Regions from separate parts of the Sus scrofa genome. Here regions 1, 3, 4, 5, 6 and 7 are each linked to region 2. Evidence: chromatin contacts called from public Hi-C and HiChIP or PLAC-seq data. All regions are on one chromosome and are shown on one strand. The core of a region is the stretch at or near the end of the contact, and the rest is flanking DNA. Distances in the headings are between cores, read along the strand shown.

The links. Hi-C and Micro-C count contacts between places; a contact is called where the count stands out from the background. HiChIP or PLAC-seq counts read pairs in DNA pulled down with a chosen protein or histone mark.
Region 1: an H3K27ac HiChIP or PLAC-seq map of skeletal muscle shows a contact between it and region 2, with 7 times the contacts expected there. The contact joins two enhancer-like sites. A contact is called at or near these places in 4 of 47 Hi-C or Micro-C datasets (fibroblasts, heart right ventricle, retroperitoneal adipose tissue and 1 more) and 2 of 2 datasets of contacts at active chromatin or transcription factors (alveolar macrophages and skeletal muscle).
Region 3: a contact with region 2 is called in an H3K27ac HiChIP or PLAC-seq map of alveolar macrophages. The contact joins two enhancer-like sites.
Region 4: an H3K27ac HiChIP or PLAC-seq map of alveolar macrophages shows a contact between it and region 2. The contact joins two enhancer-like sites. A contact is called at or near these places in 9 of 47 Hi-C or Micro-C datasets (brain, embryonic fibroblasts, epiblast stem cells and 6 more) and 2 of 2 datasets of contacts at active chromatin or transcription factors (alveolar macrophages and skeletal muscle).
Region 5: a Hi-C map of retroperitoneal adipose tissue shows a contact between it and region 2, with 2.1 times the contacts expected there. The contact joins two enhancer-like sites. A contact is called at or near these places in 5 of 47 Hi-C or Micro-C datasets (embryonic fibroblasts, mesenteric adipose tissue, omental adipose tissue and 2 more).
Region 6: a contact with region 2 is called in an H3K27ac HiChIP or PLAC-seq map of alveolar macrophages. The contact joins two enhancer-like sites. A contact is called at or near these places in 1 of 47 Hi-C or Micro-C datasets (embryonic fibroblasts) and 1 of 2 datasets of contacts at active chromatin or transcription factors (alveolar macrophages).
Region 7: a contact with region 2 is called in an H3K27ac HiChIP or PLAC-seq map of alveolar macrophages. The contact joins two enhancer-like sites. A contact is called at or near these places in 1 of 47 Hi-C or Micro-C datasets (embryonic fibroblasts) and 1 of 2 datasets of contacts at active chromatin or transcription factors (alveolar macrophages).

The regions. Positions count from the first base shown.
Region 1 is chr10:66,405,170-66,407,875 of Sscrofa11.1, forward strand. No RefSeq gene overlaps it. Among named protein-coding and RNA genes, the nearest start is that of KLF6, 82 kb to the right of the region's middle. Within about 2 kb of position 1,267, at least 28 of the 83 cell types and tissues checked have an H3K27ac peak or open chromatin away from gene starts, as enhancers often do. A contact at or near this core is called in retroperitoneal adipose tissue, skeletal muscle and subcutaneous adipose tissue, where this site is marked.
Region 2 is chr10:65,815,621-65,818,320 of Sscrofa11.1, forward strand. No RefSeq gene overlaps it. Among named protein-coding and RNA genes, the nearest start is that of AKR1E2, 120 kb to the left of the region's middle. Within about 2 kb of position 1,346, at least 29 of the 83 cell types and tissues checked have an H3K27ac peak or open chromatin away from gene starts, as enhancers often do. A contact at or near this core is called in alveolar macrophages, liver, omental adipose tissue and 3 more, where this site is marked.
Region 3 is chr10:66,559,170-66,562,006 of Sscrofa11.1, forward strand. The region is part of intron 1 of LOC102157904 (a long non-coding RNA gene); the gene reads left to right. Among named protein-coding and RNA genes, the nearest start is that of KLF6, 72 kb to the left of the region's middle. Within about 2 kb of position 1,287, at least 13 of the 83 cell types and tissues checked have an H3K27ac peak or open chromatin away from gene starts, as enhancers often do. A contact at or near this core is called in alveolar macrophages, where this site is marked.
Region 4 is chr10:66,508,364-66,511,063 of Sscrofa11.1, forward strand. No RefSeq gene overlaps it. Among named protein-coding and RNA genes, the nearest start is that of KLF6, 21 kb to the left of the region's middle. Within about 2 kb of position 1,423, at least 23 of the 83 cell types and tissues checked have an H3K27ac peak or open chromatin away from gene starts, as enhancers often do. A contact at or near this core is called in alveolar macrophages, liver and omental adipose tissue, where this site is marked.
Region 5 is chr10:66,730,851-66,733,550 of Sscrofa11.1, forward strand. No RefSeq gene overlaps it. Among named protein-coding and RNA genes, the nearest start is that of KLF6, 240 kb to the left of the region's middle. Within about 2 kb of position 1,336, at least 14 of the 83 cell types and tissues checked have an H3K27ac peak or open chromatin away from gene starts, as enhancers often do. A contact at or near this core is called in retroperitoneal adipose tissue, where this site is marked.
Region 6 is chr10:66,581,939-66,584,638 of Sscrofa11.1, forward strand. No RefSeq gene overlaps it. Among named protein-coding and RNA genes, the nearest start is that of KLF6, 95 kb to the left of the region's middle. Within about 2 kb of position 1,298, at least 9 of the 83 cell types and tissues checked have an H3K27ac peak or open chromatin away from gene starts, as enhancers often do. A contact at or near this core is called in alveolar macrophages, where this site is marked.
Region 7 is chr10:66,386,506-66,389,205 of Sscrofa11.1, forward strand. No RefSeq gene overlaps it. Among named protein-coding and RNA genes, the nearest start is that of KLF6, 100 kb to the right of the region's middle. Within about 2 kb of position 1,401, at least 9 of the 83 cell types and tissues checked have an H3K27ac peak or open chromatin away from gene starts, as enhancers often do. A contact at or near this core is called in alveolar macrophages, where this site is marked.

The sequences.
Region 1 (2,706 bases), core at 17-2,516, 590 kb after region 2:
ACCCTCAAGCCCTCTGACTGGGTAGAAGTAGCCGATAACTTTATCAGGTCCTCGACGACTGGTCCTGAGGTCAAGGATGGTGATTTGACCTCCTTGGTGACTATAGCCAATGGTTATTCTTCACGCATTTTTTTCTCAGCCACGCCCACAGCATAGGGAAGGCCAGGGATTGAATCTGAGCCACAGCCACAACCTAAGCCAAAGCTGCAGAAACGCTGGATCCTTAAACTCACTGCACAGGGCCAAGGATCAAACCCATACCTCAGCAGTGACCTGCACTGCTGCAGTCAGATTCTTCATCTGCTGCGCCACAGCAGGAACTCCTTACCAAGCATATTTGACTAATAAATGATTAGCAGCCTCAGGAGCAAAAAGGAGCAGGGCAGGGGAGTCTGGGGAGACCGGTTTGTGTCCGGGGGCAGACTTAGGCTGGGAGGTCATCCAGCCTTGGGAATGCCCTGACTATAACTGACCCCAAGGCTCAATTTTGCCAGGAAATTCTCCTTCGAGGGAAAGGTGGACTTGTTCTAATTTACCACGTTCCTCGCCTACCTTGAATTCACAGGCGTCTCCGGGAATGTCTAGAAATGTGAGATGATGGCTTAAATAAAGTGGGCAACCCAGCAAACCGCTTTGAGCATGTGTGGTAAGGGTCTGGAAATGAGGCCACTCAGCCTGCAACAGAAGGTGTTTCACGGTCTGGGTGGCTCTGCCCCCAGGGTGCAGTAAGGCTTCATGGAATGTACTGACAAGCAGAGGGAGACCCCCCCCCGCCCCACCCCGTGGATCATTGCCCATTAACTCCTGAAGCCCAGTCCCCTTATCCCCTCGTTCTGTGGCTCAAGGAGGAGCGTCTGTCGTGCCTCCTGATTCCTTGTCTGTTGTGGGTCTTGTCATTAAATGGAGCGAGCAGCTTTAATCACATGCTCTCTGTCTCCTGTTTCAAACCCTGCACAGTATCTGTGGCCTGGAGTTCCCTGTGACGTCGGTAATAAGTGACTCATTTATCTCTGCTGCTGGCTGCCAATCTGAAAGTAGGGGTTTGAAAGAAAGGACCTGAGCCATCTTTCCCTTCCTGCCTTCGATTCGTAATAGGAAAAGCCAGAGGGAGGGCGAGGGAAAAGCCTCTGCAGCTTGAGTGTGGAGAGAAGGCCTGGGGACAGTTAGAAAACGCCTCCTTTCAGGTCAGACCAGTATCTCCGTCCTTGTCGTCAGGGGTCCTCGTGGCTGACGTGGACTCTGGTGAAACACCCCCCAGCAAGCGAGGTCGGGTCACCAAGTTCAGTCCCACCTAGAAGCTCACCAAACATTACCTCATCGCTAAAGAACGCCCTCTAAGCGGGCAGACCTTGAGGTCGGATCTTTTTGCCAGGTCTCCGGAATTTTCCTGCTTTCAAAACCGTCACAAAAGTGACCCCTCCGTCTCCAGAGGAAAGCAGCTTGAGGCAGCATCTTCCTGATCAATAAGAAAAAGGAATCTCAGCTCATTGAAATTTCTTCAAAGGGAGAGAAACTATCAATTTCGAAAAATACCAGTACTGAGTTATGGGGAGATATGAAAGAGAGAAAAATCAGCAAGCATTTCAGGAAAAAAAAAAAAAAGCCTCAGAAGACATTTCCTGAGACTTGATATTTGAGACTCAAAGATTTCAAAAACAAACTTAAGGTTCCCGAAGGGGAAGTGTCAGCGAGGGATCCGTTAGGAGGTTGGGACGACAGACACACGTTACTGTGTGTAAATAGATGAGTGACAGGGACGGGCTGTAGAGCAGCCTCCTCAGAGCCGTGCGATAACCCAACGGGAAAAGAATCTGAAAAGGGTGAATATTTGTATATGGAAACCTGATGTACTTCGCTGCACACCTGAAACTAACACCCCTCTATAGGTTAAGTGGTTAAGTACACACCAAGACAATTTAAAAAAAAAAAAAAAAAAAAAGAGTTGATGTTTAAAAGACTGAAAACAGTGGAGCCTCCACCTCTAGGATGGACTCCCTGGGCGGGGGTGGGCTCCCAGGTAAACCCAGAAGCACCAGGTTCTCCGACTCGCCCTTCTCTCTGGGCACCAGTAAAGCAGTGCTCGCACTTCCAGCTTACAAAGAAAACTTAATGCCAGAAAGGAAGCCTAATGTCAGTCTCTGCTCTTGCTGAGGAGGGTGACCGGCCCAAACGGGGCACCCAGAAGGATTTGTCCTGTGGGGACACGTGACGCTAGCGGGTGCTTGCCCTGACACAGGCAGGGTGGGCAGGTGGGCTCTAGGGAAGGGGCAGAAAGCAAGTGACAAGCCGTGTAGACCTTGTTTTCCAGCCGTGTGGGTACAGGGTGGACGCAGGAGGTGAAGATGGCAAGAGTCCGGGAGTAAGGATGGACTCTGAGCTGCGTTCCACCCCTGTGGGGGCGAGTTATCCCGACTCCCCATCATCGGCCCGGCTGGCCCCACGCAGAGACCTTCCAGCAAGTGAGACGTAAAGCTGATCAGGGCAGCAGGACCCAACCTCAGAGCAGGGCGTTTCCCTTTCAGAGAATCAGAGGCCAGTGTGGCTCTGAGTCTGTGTGGGAGGAAGTGTTTACTAAAGCTTAAAAAGCGAAAAGACTTGTCTAATTCAGGTAACTCGACTGCAAAGAGCCTTTACTCAAGATAACCTGGTAAATCCGACCGTGTTCACTTGTCGTTGAGCCAGACGGTCCGAAGTCCTTCTCTTTAA
Region 2 (2,700 bases), core at 96-2,595:
GTTCTCATTTATGTGTCACCAACCCTAATCCAATATATTCCTGAATCGTATATTATTTATATGGACTTATTTTTAAAGCAATTGTCCCATGTTTTTAAAGCAGATTTAAGAATATGGTCTAAAAAAGCCTGGACCAAGTTTCAATATATAATGATGGAATCTCTTCAAATAACTCAACAGGCACTGAAGGATTCATGCTGACTGCGGTATGTCTCAGAGTCAGAATCTGCCATCAGGACATACGGTGTAGGTAGGTTTGCTTTCACATTGATTTTTCTTCTTGTTTCAGCCTGTGTGATTCCCTGACTACCACGGTTGAGGTGGCTGTTTTAATTTGGTTACGGCCAAGGCAAGGCTGTGTTTATCACCTTGCCCACATTTTTCCTTCAAACCAGCGCATGAAACTGAATTCAATGAGCACTGCTGAAAGCAGGTCTAAGAAAGGCATTTGGCTTCAAGGTCCTCTGCTGACCGTAATAAATTGCTCGTGAGACTGTAGATCTGAAGACTTTATTGTATCCAAACTGGCTCTGAGGAAATGCTGAATTTCATAAATAATAATAACAGCAATGACGATGAACTTGGATGTGTCAACTTTCCAAGCAAATTGGAGCTGCACGTAACTTCAAAAGGAAGAAATGCTTTTGCTAGCTGTGGACTTAGAAATGCAGATGTGTCATACTTTAGGCTCTTGATTAGAACAAAACCCTGACAAATGCAGAATCATTTGTAAAAATAGGCATGTGTGAATACTACACATATTCTACATATATACATCATATGCAGTATACACACACACAATACTATGTAAAACTACAGGTATAGAAATACGGACACAAACACAGGCATACATTTAAAAAGCACACTATAAAAATATATATGTTCAAAGATATAAAGTATGCTAAAGTACATAAATGCTATAAAAGTGTGCATGTAATATATGACTATTATTAGTACATGTATTACATACACATATGTAATATATTACACATTAATACCATTATTAATATTAGTAGTATATTCTAAGTATATAGACTAATATATTTTAAAATATATACTCTTTTAATACACACTATAGTATATACTGATGTATTTTTTAAAACTGAAAGAAACCTAGTTTCCTTTTTATTTGTGTTCCTACGGGTGGCAGCCGCTTTTTTCCGGGTCTCTCTCATTAGCCGTGATTAGGATATTCCCTAATTCTAAGTCCTCATTTCTCAGTGTAGACTGTGGGTCCCCAGCCTGGGAGGAGGGAGCGGGGTTTCCCGGTTTTATAAACACAAGTCTCCCTGGAGATTCCTACCAACAGAGGACGAGGCTCCCCGGACACTTACTGAGGGTGGCCACTAGGGGGCACAGGTGTCCACGTTTCTGCATTTGGGGCAGCTGTGCTTCCCTGGCGCTGGGAAACTCTGATTCAGATCATTGCTGCAATTAGAGTTTTCAGGTGAAGATTTCCCCGTCTTTTCAAGTCTTTTCAGCCTTGAAACAAATTACATTTTATCGTTGTAAAGGTTAATTCAAATTCAGTGAACAATTTGGAAAATACCTAAGGTAGGACCACAGAAACAAAACCAAGGATGACCACTAAAATTTCCATCATCAAGAAATAAATATTCTGACAATATTTTGGTTTTCTGCCTATATGTTTTTGTGTATTTGTGTGTGTGTGTATATATATATAATTATATTATGAAATGAATGTTACAAAATGAATATAAATGAAAATTATATTATGAAATACCCAAAATTATATAATTTAATATATAATGTATATTTATATCTTATATCATATTTGCATATACCATATCATTCATACATGTATAGTTTTCAAAAATGGAGATTGCTTTGAAATACTCAATTATATTCTGTTTCTCTTCTCATTTCATTTATACTTTTTCTCAGTTTGGGTGGTGAACACATACATTTCATGACAAAATATATGAGAATTGAGCACTCTGCAAAAGGGATTCAGCATTGTACTGACTGTGGGCTCCATGAAATAAAATGAGGGCAGGGGGTTCCCCTCACGGCTCAGTGGTTAACAAACCCGACTAGCATCCGTGAGGACGCGGGTTGGATTCCTGGCCTCACTCAGTGGGTTAAGGATCATGAGCTGTGGTGTAGGTCGCAGATGCGGCACAGATCCCGAGTTGCTGTGGCTGTGGCTGTGGCCAGCAGCTGTAGCTCCAATTCGACCCCTGGCCTGTGAACTTCCATATGCCACGGGTGTGGACCTAAAAAACAAAAACAAAAAAAAGAAAAGAAAAAAAAGAGGGCATATCTCCAATTTTCATCAGCACGTCTGGGTCACAGACTCAGGAGAGACTTCATTGCAAGCTCATATTCTACCCTACTTGCTGCAAAGAGCCTTAGCTAGTTTAAGGATGTCAAAATCTTAGCATATCCTATTGCTAAAAGCTCTGGTTTTACATGCGGTACCGTGGTACGACTTTTATGCCTTAGAACTTTCCATCTTGCCATCTTCCAGCCTTTGGAAGACATGTTTTCTGCAGTATTTACTTGGAATATTTTCCCATCATTTTTGTATTCTATTGGGTAACTTGGAAAGCTTGACTAATATAATCTTTCAGACTGCCAAGAACTAACAGGCAGAAATTAGATCAGCTAAGTTTACTCTTTCTCTTAATAAATATTTTGTGAGACTCTGCTGCAGTCTGATTCATGGACAAATGTTAC
Region 3 (2,837 bases), core at 37-2,536, 740 kb after region 2:
GATTGGGTAGATTATAAAGGCATACATTTATTTCTCATGATGGTAGAGGCCGGGAGTCAAGATCAGGGGCCTAGCAGAGTGGGATCTGGGGAGAACTCTTTCTGGTTGCAGATGCCAGCCTCTCATTTCATCTTCACATGGCTGAGAGAGCAGGAGAAGGGCAAAGCAAGCTCTCCCCAGACTCTCCTAGAGGCACTAATCCCATCTGTGAGTGCCCCACCCTCCTGACCCTGCTAATCCTAATCATCTTCCAAAGGCCCCTCCTAATACTGTCACATTGAAGGGCCGGATTTTGGGGGGACACAGACATTCAGTCCCTACATCTTTCAAACCGTGGTGCCTGTACATTTAATAAAACCATCAAGCCATTGCCCTTTGCATGACTCACAAGCACTAGAGAACAACAATTTTAAAAACTGAAATTTACTGCTCTGCAGGCATACCAGATCCTTTAGTGGGATGGAAGTGTGAGCTGGGAAGGTGTGAATTTAAAACATCCCAGTCATGCTGTGGTGGCGTATTGAAAATACGAGGGAATGGATATATCTTGGGAACAAAGTATCCAGGTTGGAGATTTTGGGAAATGACTGTTCTGTCTGATAGAAAAATGGTGTGATGAAAGCATCAGAAATGAAGGCAGTGTGTGCTGATGATGCTGGCCTTCAGGAGAAAGAGGAGGACTTGAAGAATATGCCCACATGAAATAATCTCATCTTCAACTTAGTTTTTGACCTCCCCAGGCTCACAGAGCAAGAGTGTTCCTTCTTTACTGAGAGATCAGAGCTTCTCTCCTTAGCATCTGGACTTCTGCATCAAAAAGGCCATTCTAAGAGTGCTGGATTGAGTATGGCCTTCTAACTGGAAGCTGCCTCATCCTACCATGCCCCTGTCAGTTCTCCAGACTCTCTCCATAGTTCTCTCAATTTGAACCAGTCTCTCAGACTTTGGATGTTCCAGAATCCACTTTCCAGCTGAGTCCCAACCACTTGGCTACCTTCCCCAATCTCACTTTGAGTTTCCTGGGAGACATGGGCCCTGACTGATGGGAATTGGGGCAGCCTGTCAGAACCCATAGTGGCGTCTAGTATCCGTGCAGCTGACATGTGCATTATTTAGAAACCACGGGGTATGTAAAATGGGAAGAGGTCCACTTGGCAGTTCAAATTGGCGCATGTCTGTCTTGTGACACTTCCTCTGCTTCCTGGAATAGAATTCAGCCCCTCTTCCAGAACCTCCTGCAGAATATGTGACTTGCATTTGCAGAGTCGGCCCTGGGGCGTTTCATAACTCTGCCTTGATAACCACGTGGTAACAAGATTCACATATTTAGCAAGCTAAGAGCTTGGGATGATAAGTGGTATTAATAACGCCTGTCTGTGCTCCGTATCGCCTGACTTGATCAAGTAAACGACTCCTCTCACCCTAGCATGTTGAGTACAATAGCTGATTAATGTGAAATAAATCCATACAGTTCAGAGGAAGCTTTTGCTGAACTGGAATGAACATTTGGCACATTTAGCTGTAATTGGAAGTGAACCTTTAACCAGCAGATCCCGTGAAGGGGGTGCTTCTTCCTAAGTGCGCTTGTGTCCTGGCCTAATCACGTGACACTGGACTACTTGGGTCTTCATTTTCTTTTCTTTTCTTTTTTTTTCTTAATGACAAGAGTAATACATTGTTTCGGGGATGAGTAAATTTTATTCATTATTGCACCTTTTTTTGTTGTTGTTGTTAAAACTTACTGCATAAATACTTGGAACCCTGAATTCCAGATGAAATGCCTGAGTTTCATCCGTACTGGCTGTAAACACTGGCCTACTGTTCATGTCTCCCTCTGGTGTAGGTCTGTACCCATCAGCGTCCATCTCTCTCTATATGGCTTTGGTTTTGCCTACCTCTCTTGGGATTCACTATCTTGTCCTTTTTATCATTCATCTTTATCATATGTCCCCCTTAAGTGGCTCTTGGATGTTTTCCCTGAAATTGCTTCTTGGGAAGCCCCCAGTAGCTCTCATCTCCATAATGGGCTTGTCTGGCTGTGGGCCGCCGTCCCGTCATCCCTGTACTGCTTCCTGGGAATGACCACATCCCAGCAGGATAGCCATAACAGTTTCTAGTACCACCCCCAGAACACCTACAGGGGGCAGGTAGGAAACAAATGCACAGTGGAGTTAGTCAGCTCTTTCCTCCTCTGGCTAAGGCTGCTGCCCAGAAGAAGGGTGACTTTGAGACACATGTGTCTTTTTGTGGCCATCAGCCTAGGCCCCTTCTCAGCAGCCCCTTGACCCCATGGTCAGTGAGTCTTTCACACCCGCAGTCCCTGGATGGAGCAGAGGAGGACTGGCACGGTGTCCCGCTCATGTGACCCCTGTCTTCCTGTGCAGCCTGCTCTCCTTTCTCCACTGGGCCCTGTCTTGTGGTCAGTGTGGTATCTGACCTGGGGTCAGCTCCCTTTTCCTGCTCTCATCACTCCCAAGTCCGGAGTCCTTACCTCAGCCCCCACTTCCCACATCCGGGCCCCACTTTCCCTTGGGCACTGTCCCCTCACCTGCAAATTGGACCCAACAAAGTCTCTTTAATTGGGCTGTTGTGAAGGTTTTAGGAGATGCTAAAAGCAGCTGTCGTATGGGGTCAGCAAACGTCAGTCACCTTCTTCTTTCTTCCTGCCTCCTAGTGGTACCTCCCCTCACTGTGTGCTCCAGCATCATGGGTCTTCACAGCTTCAGGCTTCCAGGTTTCCACTGAAAAACATTCCACTATCTGAATTTATCCATCATCTAATGAAGGACATCTTGGTTAGCTCCAAGTTATGGCAACTATGAATAAAGTTACTGTAA
Region 4 (2,700 bases), core at 173-2,672, 690 kb after region 2:
CCTGTGCAGCCTGGGCTTGCGAGGCCCACTGCTGCTCTGCAGGTGTCACACAGCTGCTGTGGACCGACCGTTGTGTCCCCCGAATCCACACGGCACATTGAAGATCACCTCCTGTTAGTCTCCCCCAAACCGTGAGCACAGGATTTACGGTCCCTGTTTCAGGATGGTGGTCCCTAAGGCCCAGCATGCCCGTGTCCCTGACCCCAGCCCATCACCCAGACCTTTAACAGCTAAACTGTCCGTGACCCCTCAGCAATGCCGAATAACTGGGGTGTTAGCCAGGCTCACGGGGAGCAGGTTTTCATCGAGGCGTGGCAGTGACCCGGGTCTCCTGGGCTGGCACCCCAGGTGGCTTGTGAGTCAGGAGAGGGGCACTGGGGTGGGGCCGTCAAGCAAAGCTGCATTTTCTTGTCCATTCACGCCATTGTGGGAAAATCTGTCAAGCCTCGGGAAAGTGGCCGGACACGTTTCTCCGTAAGCTCCTGGGCACACATGCAAGAGGTGCCACACCCCTGACCTCACAGAAGAGGGAAGGCCTGGCTGAGGCTCCCTGAAGAAATGCAAGGCATGTCCACATAAATCTGGATTGTCAGGCAGTGACTTGTGCCCTGAGAGGCCCTGTGGGGCAAGAGAATGAGATGGGCTGGAAACTGAGTTCCAGCCCTGTTGGCCACGTCTGAGCTGTGTGGCTGTGGGTGAGTCCCTCGACCTCTCTGAGCCTTCACTGCAACATCTTGTTTGCGAGCTGTTGCTTGCCGGAACTTGTTTGCATGTATGTCCTGTTTCCTAAGTCTGCAAATTCAGCAGGTCAAAAGCAAGAACCCGAAGGATGAGAGAATTAACCGAAGGGGATGGATCCCACACGGGGACCCTGGCTCACGACCTTTTCTGCAGCTCATTTAGTCTTCCATTTTAATTAATGTGTCCGACTTCTTTTTTGCCTAATGCTCCTTTCCACAGAGTCGGTGGTGACTTTATCTCCATGCACAGTTCTTTTTCAAGCCCCAGATGTTTGGCATAGAAATGAACCAAAAAGCTGGGGTTTGAGATGCTTCTCTGCTTCCTCAAGAAAGTCTGGAGAGAGGACCCAGCTGAGCAGCCCGGCCGGGCGGGCAGAAGGGTCCTCGGAGCTGCAGCTCTGGTGGAGAAATACCTCCTTAATGCAGTACATGGAGAGCAGGAAATGAGGTGCTTTTACTGTTTTATTGCTTGCGGAGTCGAATCGAAGTCAAGAGGCAGAAGTCACGACGACTCAAGAGGTCTTGAAAACATGGCAAGCCTCTTAGAGAATGGCACGCTTTTATACAGCCTGTGCGGAGAGAAAATTGTGATTAAGGATCTGTAATTTTTATTTGCAGACTTTCAGTTCTGCTCTCACTTGGTTGAAACCATCGTTTCCGTCTTTCATTTCCTGTATTGGGTATGTCCCCGAGAACAGCTTCTCTGCACGTCTACACTGCCTGGATCTCGGCACTTTGAGGAGCGGGGCCGTGCCTGTGCCTCCTGCCTGGAGGGAGGACTCTGGTTCACCTCTAGGAGCCCTTGCCAACGGGGACCTGAGCACGCGAAGGTCTGGGCGCCCGAAAGGGTGCTCGTACCCATGCCCACAGCCACGCACACAACTGAAGGCTGGAGAGCAAATGCAGAAGTCGCTAGTGGGAGAAAATGCCATTGCCAACTGCACATGGAACTAAGGTTTCGAACCAGATGGAAAATCAGAAGATTCTGAGGAACTTGAAAGTTACCCGAGAACTTGTGCTCTGAGATTAAAAACTCAACCTTTCTTCATCCTAAATATCATGCAGATTCTGACTCCTAAATGTGCAGCAAAAACCTCAAAAAAAAAAAAAAAAAAAAAAAAGAAAGAGTAAGGAGAAACATGCATGTTTTGTGTGCATTTTGAAAAAGAAGGTACTGGTCAATACCAATCTTTAGTTTTCTCCCTGACGCTAAAAGTGAAGCTCGAATTCCTTGGCTGAGCATGAAACCGGGAGCTCAGACGCGGAGAGATGAGGCCATGGGCGCCTCCGGGCCTGTGCTGGTCACACTCCCAGCGTTCTTGTCGCGGTCCACCACCTCCCAGGCCTTCACCATGTTGAAAGTTTAAGAGCACGTATCCCCCGGGGCATTCTGAGAATGTCCTAGAACATATTTGGAAAGGGAAACAGAAAGGCCCTTTTATTTTTTAGGAACCATTGTCTCAATGATCTCATCCTGGAGAGTGACGGGAAGGACCCAGGCAGCGTCAGCTCTGATTCTGGCCTCTGAGCCCCGTGCTGCCCGAGGTCTGCTTCTCGAATCCACCTCAGGGCTGCGCGGGGGCCCCTGGCTGTGATCCCGGGGAAGGAAAGAGGGAGGGCACGGCCCCCCAGCACCCGGGACCCACCTCGGAGCATCCTGCCTCTTCTGCAGATGGGCCCGCGTGAGCGAGATGCACAGAGCTCTGCTCCCCGCCTCCCCCCCCCCCCCCGCCTCCACGGGGAGCGGGGGTGGGGGTGGGGGGTGGAGGAAAGGACAGTGGTCGCTCCCTTCCAAGTCACATCCTGCCCAAAAGCTCCATCAGGAGGAAGCGGCGTGGGGCCACCGTGACAGAGGACTTCAGCCTGGCGGTCTTCCTCAATCACCCTTTTTGCTCTTTTGTCCTTCACTGTCCTTGGCCCTTCCTCCCTTAGCCCCCAGGGCTCTGCCAGTGCTTCTCCC
Region 5 (2,700 bases), core at 86-2,585, 920 kb after region 2:
ACTCTTAAGGAAAAAGAGAAAGCCAACAGAATAATTCAGGGAAATAAAATTTCCAAGTGAACAGACCAAAGAAAACAAGTTTGAAATGTGCATTCGCACTTGCCTAGTAAGATCTCCCTCTCAGGAAGAGGAGGGCGTGGCTTCCTTTGTATTGAAGTGTCCTTGATTTACAGCAGTGATTAGTGCCCTAACTTCTTTTTAACTGTGTGAAAAAGAACTCCCAGGAAAGCCCACATGGGGTGACAGATACCTGTTTTACTAATTCTAAGGGGGCAACCACAGGGCACCCTAAAGCCGTGGAGATACCCTAGAGCTGCTCACACGCTCACACACTATCAGCCTGGTCACGCCTTACTAGAGAGATGGTCCCAGAATATATATATGTATGTGTAAATTATCTCATTCCCTTCCGTTACAGGCTGTTGGGAATGAAGGATGAAGCTAGCATAAAGTCATGATGCGGTTTCGTAGCCTCTTATAACCCTATCTTATGGGAAAGTGGCCCGAGAAGGGAGAGAAAATCATTTATTTTTTTGTTTCCATTTATAAGGTATGTCCCCAGCTGCTTCTCAGGTGGGTGTGAAGTCACCACAACCGTGGTTAGTTGATCGACTGGGAACTAAATTATTAAACAATCCTTTGGAAAGTCAAAGACCTTCTTCACACTCTTTTTTTCCTCTTTCTTGTTTTTAGTGTTTTTCATGACATTTCAAATTTTGATCTAAATGACAGCAATAACTCTCTTCAGATTCCCAAATATTATAATCTAGCAGTTATTTCTTGCGGCATTATGCTGGCTCGGATGGCGGAAGCCACTCCTGGACAGTCTAACAGGCACCCAGCCATCAGACAGGGGACCTGGGAAGTCCCTGGGAGACTTAATCAGTGCCAGAAGGACAGTAATAATAATGATAAACTTGAGCATGTTTTCGTGGAGTGAGGGGGCAGACTTACTCTGAGAAAAAACTTAAGAGTTGATGGGAGATGAAGAGAGAGAAACGAGAGCCCTTAGAAGTGTCTCAGAGGATGCCTGTGCGGCCGGCGGCTTTCACTGACACTCGGAGTTTGCATCAGTTAACAAGAGCTGGGTAGAGACAGAATGAAAAGAAAGACATTTGAGACTGGATTGAGCAAAGTTTGATCTCAAAGGCAAAAAGCCAGCTTTGAAAAAGATTCCGAAGTCACGATGGAATGAAAAATCCTTCTTCTTTGACTTTGAGGCGTTCATCTTACTCCAGGGAAATTAGAAATTTCTTAGAAATGAGCTCCACTGGATCAGTGACATGGAAAAATATCTTCACCACAAACGAATCATCGGAGAAACAACTCAGATCCTCAAGTATGCGGAGCCATTGATGCAAAATGCATTTGACTCATCGTTGGAAAGCGAGTTTTATTTAGCTGTGAAGCTGGCATGATATTTTTAGAAACAGTACAGTTCGTAGAGTTTTAAAAGTGCTGAATGTCTTTAGCAGATGGTGTGTTTAGGGACGTGCCGCAGTGACCAGCCTGGGCCAGGGGCTGTAGCCGGTGTCCTGCCTTCCCTCAGGCTGGGCCCGGGTGCAGCTCGATGGCCAGGCAGCCTCTGGGCTGAGTCTCTGACTCCCCCCCGGAAACCCCTGCTGAAGTCTTCAGATTCTCCAGGAACCACATCAGAATCTCAGAACCAGTCCTCTAGTCCCCCCTTGAACCTGAGGGGGCTGTGAGCCGGCCGCGGTCAGCCTGGAGCAAGGTGGGCTTGCACCTGGCCTTCTGCACAGCCCCTTGCACGTCCCCAGCCGCCTCTCGTTTTTCAGCAGATGAGATGACATGGAACGCTGCCCGGGGGACGCTCTTGCCGCTTTACCGGAGTGGACGCTCGGGCTGACGCTGGGCCGAGATTTCCTGAGGAGCATGTCGCCTGCTCAGCCGCCCCTTCCCTTCTGGGTAACGGGGTCCGCGGAGGCCCAGCATCACCCTTCCAAGGGAGGCGCCCGTGGCCGGGCGTCCAGCAGGCTTCAGCCATCCAGGACACGCCCGGCCTCCCAGTCCTCTTGCCTCCCTCCTCTCTGTGACAGGATCACTCCCCACATCTGGCCCCAAATGACAGGGACCGCCAGTGCCCTCCTGAGTCCATCCACCACAAGGAGAGGGCAGATGAGGTACCAAGCAAAAGCCCACGTGCAGGAAATCCAGCCTTCTTTCTTTAAAAAGAAAATCCTGTTTCTTTTTTGAAAACTCACTTGTTGATTTACGGTATTATATTAGTTTCAGGTATACAATAGAGTGATTCCGAATTTTTATAGCTTAAACTCCATTTAAAGTTATCACGACGTAACGGCTCTGCTCCCTCGCTGTGGAGTGTGCCCTTGCAGCCTACTCTGTACGTTACAGCTGTGCCTCTTCAGCGCCATCCCCGTCTTGCCCATGGCCCGTCCTCTCCCCACTTATTATCACGAGTCCTCAATATCGCGAGTCTGCTTCTGCTTTCTTGAATACATCCTTTTGTTTTATTTTTTAGGTGACAATATAGAGTATTTGTCTTTGACGTATTTCACTAAACAATACTCTCTAGGTCCATCCTGTTGTTGCAAATGGCAACATTCCATTTTCCATGGCTGAGTCGTATTCCACTGTGTGTGTACACCACGTCGCCTTTATCCAGCCATCTGTCAATGGACGCTTAGGTTGCTTCCGTATCTTGGCTGTTGTGAATAAGGC
Region 6 (2,700 bases), core at 48-2,547, 770 kb after region 2:
AACACAGCTGTAGTTTTCCCGGGTTCAAAGGGAAGGCTGCCCTTGGCCATTTTGGACTCCTTACCTCACGGAACTGAGGGCATAGAAGGAGGTCAATGCATGACCTGAAAGGATGAACCTGTCACTGGGACTGATTTCACACGGTGAGGTGCAGGAGATCGTCTCTGAAACCCGGGGATTCACTGAGTTGCTACCTGCTGCTCCTGAGTCCCATCATGATGATTGATAGGAACTCGGTAAATGCAGGACCATCAAGTAATTTGCATCCTTTATCAGTAAGATTTAGGCAGAAACAAACAGACAAGCAACCAAACGGTTCTGTGAGCCAACATGCCAGCTGAAAGGCAGGGGAACATGCGTGTTCAGTGAAATAAGGAAGCTAGGAAGGTGAATTTAGGTCTTGTAAAGGCAGGTCTGCAGCATCCACATTATATGTTCATTCTTTCTTTCCTCCCTATGTCTTCTGATCCTGCTACTCTACGTGAAGGGCTCTGGATGTGGATAACGTTATCACTTTGGTTCTGGGTGGAAGTAGATTAAATTCCATAAGAATACAGTGGTTTATGGAAAATGCGTTTCCTTGTGCTGGGTATGCATGTCTTTCTACCTAAAAGAAGGAGGACTTGCGTGCTAACTGGTGAAAAGGACAGGTAATGCTAGTGATGGCCCTCATGTCCCTCCAGATCCATTTCCTGCCGCCTTCTGTCCTGTCTGTGTTCTCAGACACTCACTTCTGTGGATAGTATTGTCTGGTCTTCTTGGCCTTTGTGGTGAGTATAGCCAGGAAGAGGCACAGAAGGAAAGAGGGTGGGGTGTTTAACTCGCCTGCTCCCTCTCTGCTGGGCCATGGCCTTAGCCATCTGTGAACTTGTTGCCAAGCTCCCTAAAGCAGACCTTCCTCCATGGATGTGGCCATCCATGGTTCTGGCCAAACTTGCTTCGGGTCAAGGGATTGTAACTACTATTGCTTGTTTGCACTACTTTACTGTTGGTTTTCTTGGCACTTCTTATACTGTTGTAAATATTCCTTTTATTAACCTTGTCAATTAACCCTTGTCAGTGTACCATTTGTACCATCATTTTCCTGCCAGGACACCAACAGATGCCCTTAAATAGTTCTTAAACCTGTTTGGTTTCCCAGTCTCTACCAGTACAGTGAGTTTGGGCTACTCTAATAAAATACCATGACTGGGTAGCTTAAACAACATTTATTTCTTATAGTTCTGGAGGCTGGAAATTCGAGGTCAAAGTGCTAAAGGTTCAGTTCCTGGTAAGCGCCCTCATCCTGGGTGGCAGACAGCCACCTTTTCACTGTGCTATGGCAGAGAGAGAGAGAGTGCTCTGGTGTCGCTTGCTCTGTTTATAAGGGAACTGTTTACATCACAGGGGCCCCACTCTCATGGCCTCATCTAAACTAAATATCTCTCAAAGGTCCCGCCTCCAATACCATCACAGTGGGGATTAGCCTTCAATATAGGCATTTGGGGAACACAAACATTCAGTCCAAAGCACTGCTATTAGTAGCCTACACTCTAATCCAACAATAGCATCAGCTGTACTCTGAGTTCTGTGGCTAGACGCACATGCTACTCTGATCCCGCCCACTCTGAGCACATGTGGTCGGTGACTGGTGTTCCCAGAGCCTCACTCCCTCCAGCAGTGGGGTCGTGCTTTTTCCCAGCAGAATGAGCAGAGTACCCATCCCATCTCATTGGCTTTGCTTTGGCCAGTGGGAAGCTTTAGATTCACACTTGAAGAGGTGCTGAACATGATCTTATCAGCCACTTGGATTTCTACCATCCAGTGAGTAGAACCAGCTCGGGTTTGCTACAGAAGGAGATGGATTCAGGGAGCAGTTCTGGAACCACCTACAGCCTGGCAGGTCCAGCTCATTGTGGCAAAGTCCATCAGATATACTGGCTTCTAACAGCTGAGGAATATTTAACCTGTTAATATAAGTGTAATAGTCACAGACGATTTTATACAACAAAGAGGAGGTTATAATGGCTGTATAATAACATGAGATCTGTTGGAAGATATGCTGTTACATGGAACAGCTTATAAATTGTATACTTAATAGACAAAGGCCACACATAGAAGAAGTATTAGAAAGAAAAAATAGAACAAGAATACTAACAGCCACTTGCCTTTCTAAAAAAAAAATATTTCACAATTTCTTTATATATGAAGCAACTTAATGAAACAGAAAGATGAGGGTTTTGAAACCACACAGGCCTACACTTGAATCTCTGCTTCACAAGTCGTTGGCTGTGTGAAGTTGGAGGTTATTGAACTTCTCTGAGCCTCTTTTTCCTTATCTGTTTGCTTTCATCTTTATCGTGCTTATTTCAAAGATTATTGGGTGGACGTATGAGAAAATGTAGGTTTTGAAAAGCTACATTTTCTCATACGTCCACCTGTAACTAGTTTTCTTTTCTTCATATTATATATTTAAAAAGAAAAAATAGAGAAAAGGGAAGGGAGGAAAGAAGGAAGAAAAAAGGAAGATGTGTTCCTCAAATGAAGCAAATTACTGTCTTTGTGGGAGGGACTTGCTGGTGAACATCCTTGGAGCAATAGATCCCTCTCCAAGCAGTAATAAACAGATGCTTTATGGGATTGGGGTGCCCCGTCGTGACACTCACTATCTGTCTATCTGTCTGTCTATCTATCTATCCATCCTTTTTTTTTTGTTTTGTT
Region 7 (2,700 bases), core at 151-2,650, 570 kb after region 2:
CCCACCCTCAGAGACACTTGGAGAGGAGAAGCTGGCAGTGAATGCTTCTTGCGGTGGAGCAGGAGCTGTCACCCAACTTCCCAGTTTCCGGGAAAGCCAGATAGCCTGTTATAACCCCGTGCTTCCTTCTAACAAAAGAGACAAAATGTCTACACTCCCTTCAAGGTTTGGGGACCTTGTGACCTATGCGGAGCATTTCAAGAGAGAAACTTGAATAAGACTTTCAATTAATAGCAATTTTGCCTTTCCTAACATGTCACCGAGGTGGGGCTCCTTCCCAACCCCTTTCTCCCACTTATTTATACAGAGGCTGGTCCCCACATTTGTCTAGAAAGTCCCTGCTTTGCATGTGTGCCCAGCCGAGGCAGCGCTATTTGCATGTGCTGTGTAGCTCCGTGCTGGCAGCCTAAGAACAGCAGCGTTGCAGAAGCTGAGGTATATTCTTGGACTGACCCCATTCACTCAATCACTCCCCAGATACAATACAAGGCTATTGAAGGGTCGGAGACCCTGGCGGATTTGAAGGCTTTGTGCTCATTCCAGGATGTCTTTGTTCGGGTAACAATAGGTGACATCCCACATAATGCAGGCCATTTGTACCACTGCCTGCTGGAACTTCCTGTTTGGAACGCGCGGCAGAGAGGTTGCTGAAAAGCCTGGGTAGGCGGCGAGAAAGGAGCCAAACAACGCCGGATTTCCAGGATTTTCTCTGGTTGAGGATGAAGGCAATTAAATGGGTGAGGACCCAGAGAAAAGACAGCATTGCGCTGGGCGACCCGCATGCTTGAAAGTGGGTTTACAGGTCTGCGAACGCGCCGGACTCCTGCAAAGCTGGGCCCTCACGCTGAGGCAGGTGGCCCCGCCTGGGCCCTCTGCTTTGCTCCCAGAGCACCTGCCAGCTTTCCAGCACCTCAAAGCCGGGCCTTTCCCAAAGACCATCATTTATCAAAATAAAAGAGAGGATCTCCTGGAATTCAATACTTTTTTGCTGTTTACATGATTTGGGGTATTGAAATCTGTCGAGTGAAGGGAGAGAAGCAATGTATCTTCTTAACAAAGTGTCTCTGGAGAATGAGGCCAATCCTGGCACTTGCTGACGGGACTTCCACAGAGACAGAGTGATCCCCATCTGGCCCGCTGCTCACGCGTGAGCCCGGAGCCTACAGACGGGCGCTGGGGAGGGGGGCAGGTTCAGGGCCCCAGCATTGGCCGGAAGGGTCTCAGGTCCCAGCTGGTCACCTGAAGTCTTGAGCAAGTTCCTTGACCCCACTGAGCCCCTGCTTCCTCCTCAGACAAGGCGGGGTCTTGCTTCTGCGTGTGGGGAGGACGGGGTACACAGAGCCCATCCCGGAGGTGCCCGCGGGACTCGGATGGGTGGGGCAGTTTCTCCACGCCCAGAGCACATCCTCCCCAGACCCAAGGACCGGGGTTGAGCAACAATCCCATGACATCTGAGCATTTCCAGCAGCCTCCCAAAGAAGTTTCATATGTCTAAACCCTTTGAAAGGGAGGCGTATAAACTAGGCATATTCTTCTCTGAGGAGGGTCTGAGTTTTACAGGCAAAGCAAGGGAGCCCGAGCTGGGGTTTGCTGATGTCATAGAGGGAGGCGAAAACAAATATTTGGAAACTTTTTTGGAAATGACACAGCAAGGATAAGAACCCAAGAGCATGCTAAAGGTACAAGACAGACTCTTATGTGCTAACAGTAACACTAGTTTACAAGGATTGAGCTGCTAGAATGGGACGGACACTGCTATTCCCTCTCTACGCAATATTATTCATCATTCCTGGGAGGGACAGGTCATTTTTTTCTAGATACAACAAATGAGAAAGCCGATTAACATGATCTGGTAGGTACTTGATCTTGGACATGAGAGAAGGTTGGATGCGTGTGGCAGGCACTCTGCTGAAAGCTTTTGATGACGAGGTAACACCATGTAATACTTATTTCACTGATGTGAGAGGTAAGGAATGAACCGCTTTGAGTGGACGCATTTCTCAGCCTCACCCAGACAAACAAGTGGACGCAAACCTGACTCTTTAATGTGGTTTGCGGCAAGCGCCTTTGTCCTTCTCCACTCCCGCGGCATCACTGCGCCTGTCTCAGGGCCCGAGAACACACATGGCAACCCCCCAGCTGTGTGAGCTTGGGCAAACAATTTAACCTCACTGTTCCTCGAGTGCCCATCTGTAAAATGGACTAATAGTAACAGCCCACACTGGAGCAGGTGTTACAAGGACCAGGTAGCGAAGTTGATGCTCTCAAAACCCTTGCAGCAGTGCCTGGCGCATAATAAGTGCTCAAGAACTGTTAGCCTATAAATTCCTGACTCATTATCATCACTCCATCTGAGCTGAGTGAAAGTCTCACCCAGAATAAATAGGCACAGAATTCAAGAACTTGACAGAGTTGCTTGGCGGCTCAGGGGTTAAGGATCCATCACGGCTCTTGTTCCGTCCCTGGCAGGGGAAGGTCTGCGTGCTGTGGGCGTGGCCAAAATAAATGAATAGGAGTTTGATGCGTTCTTATCTGCCCTCCTAGCCCTTCAGGAGCTGGCCACCCTCCCCAGCGAAGGTCATTGTCGGTTCTCCCGGAATTATGCTGCCCACTGCTCTGCCTGCACCCTCCTCCTCAGCTCTCTTTGGGAAACAGCAAAACCAGCTGCCAGGCACCAAAGGGCAGGCGGTCTCCCCCCAC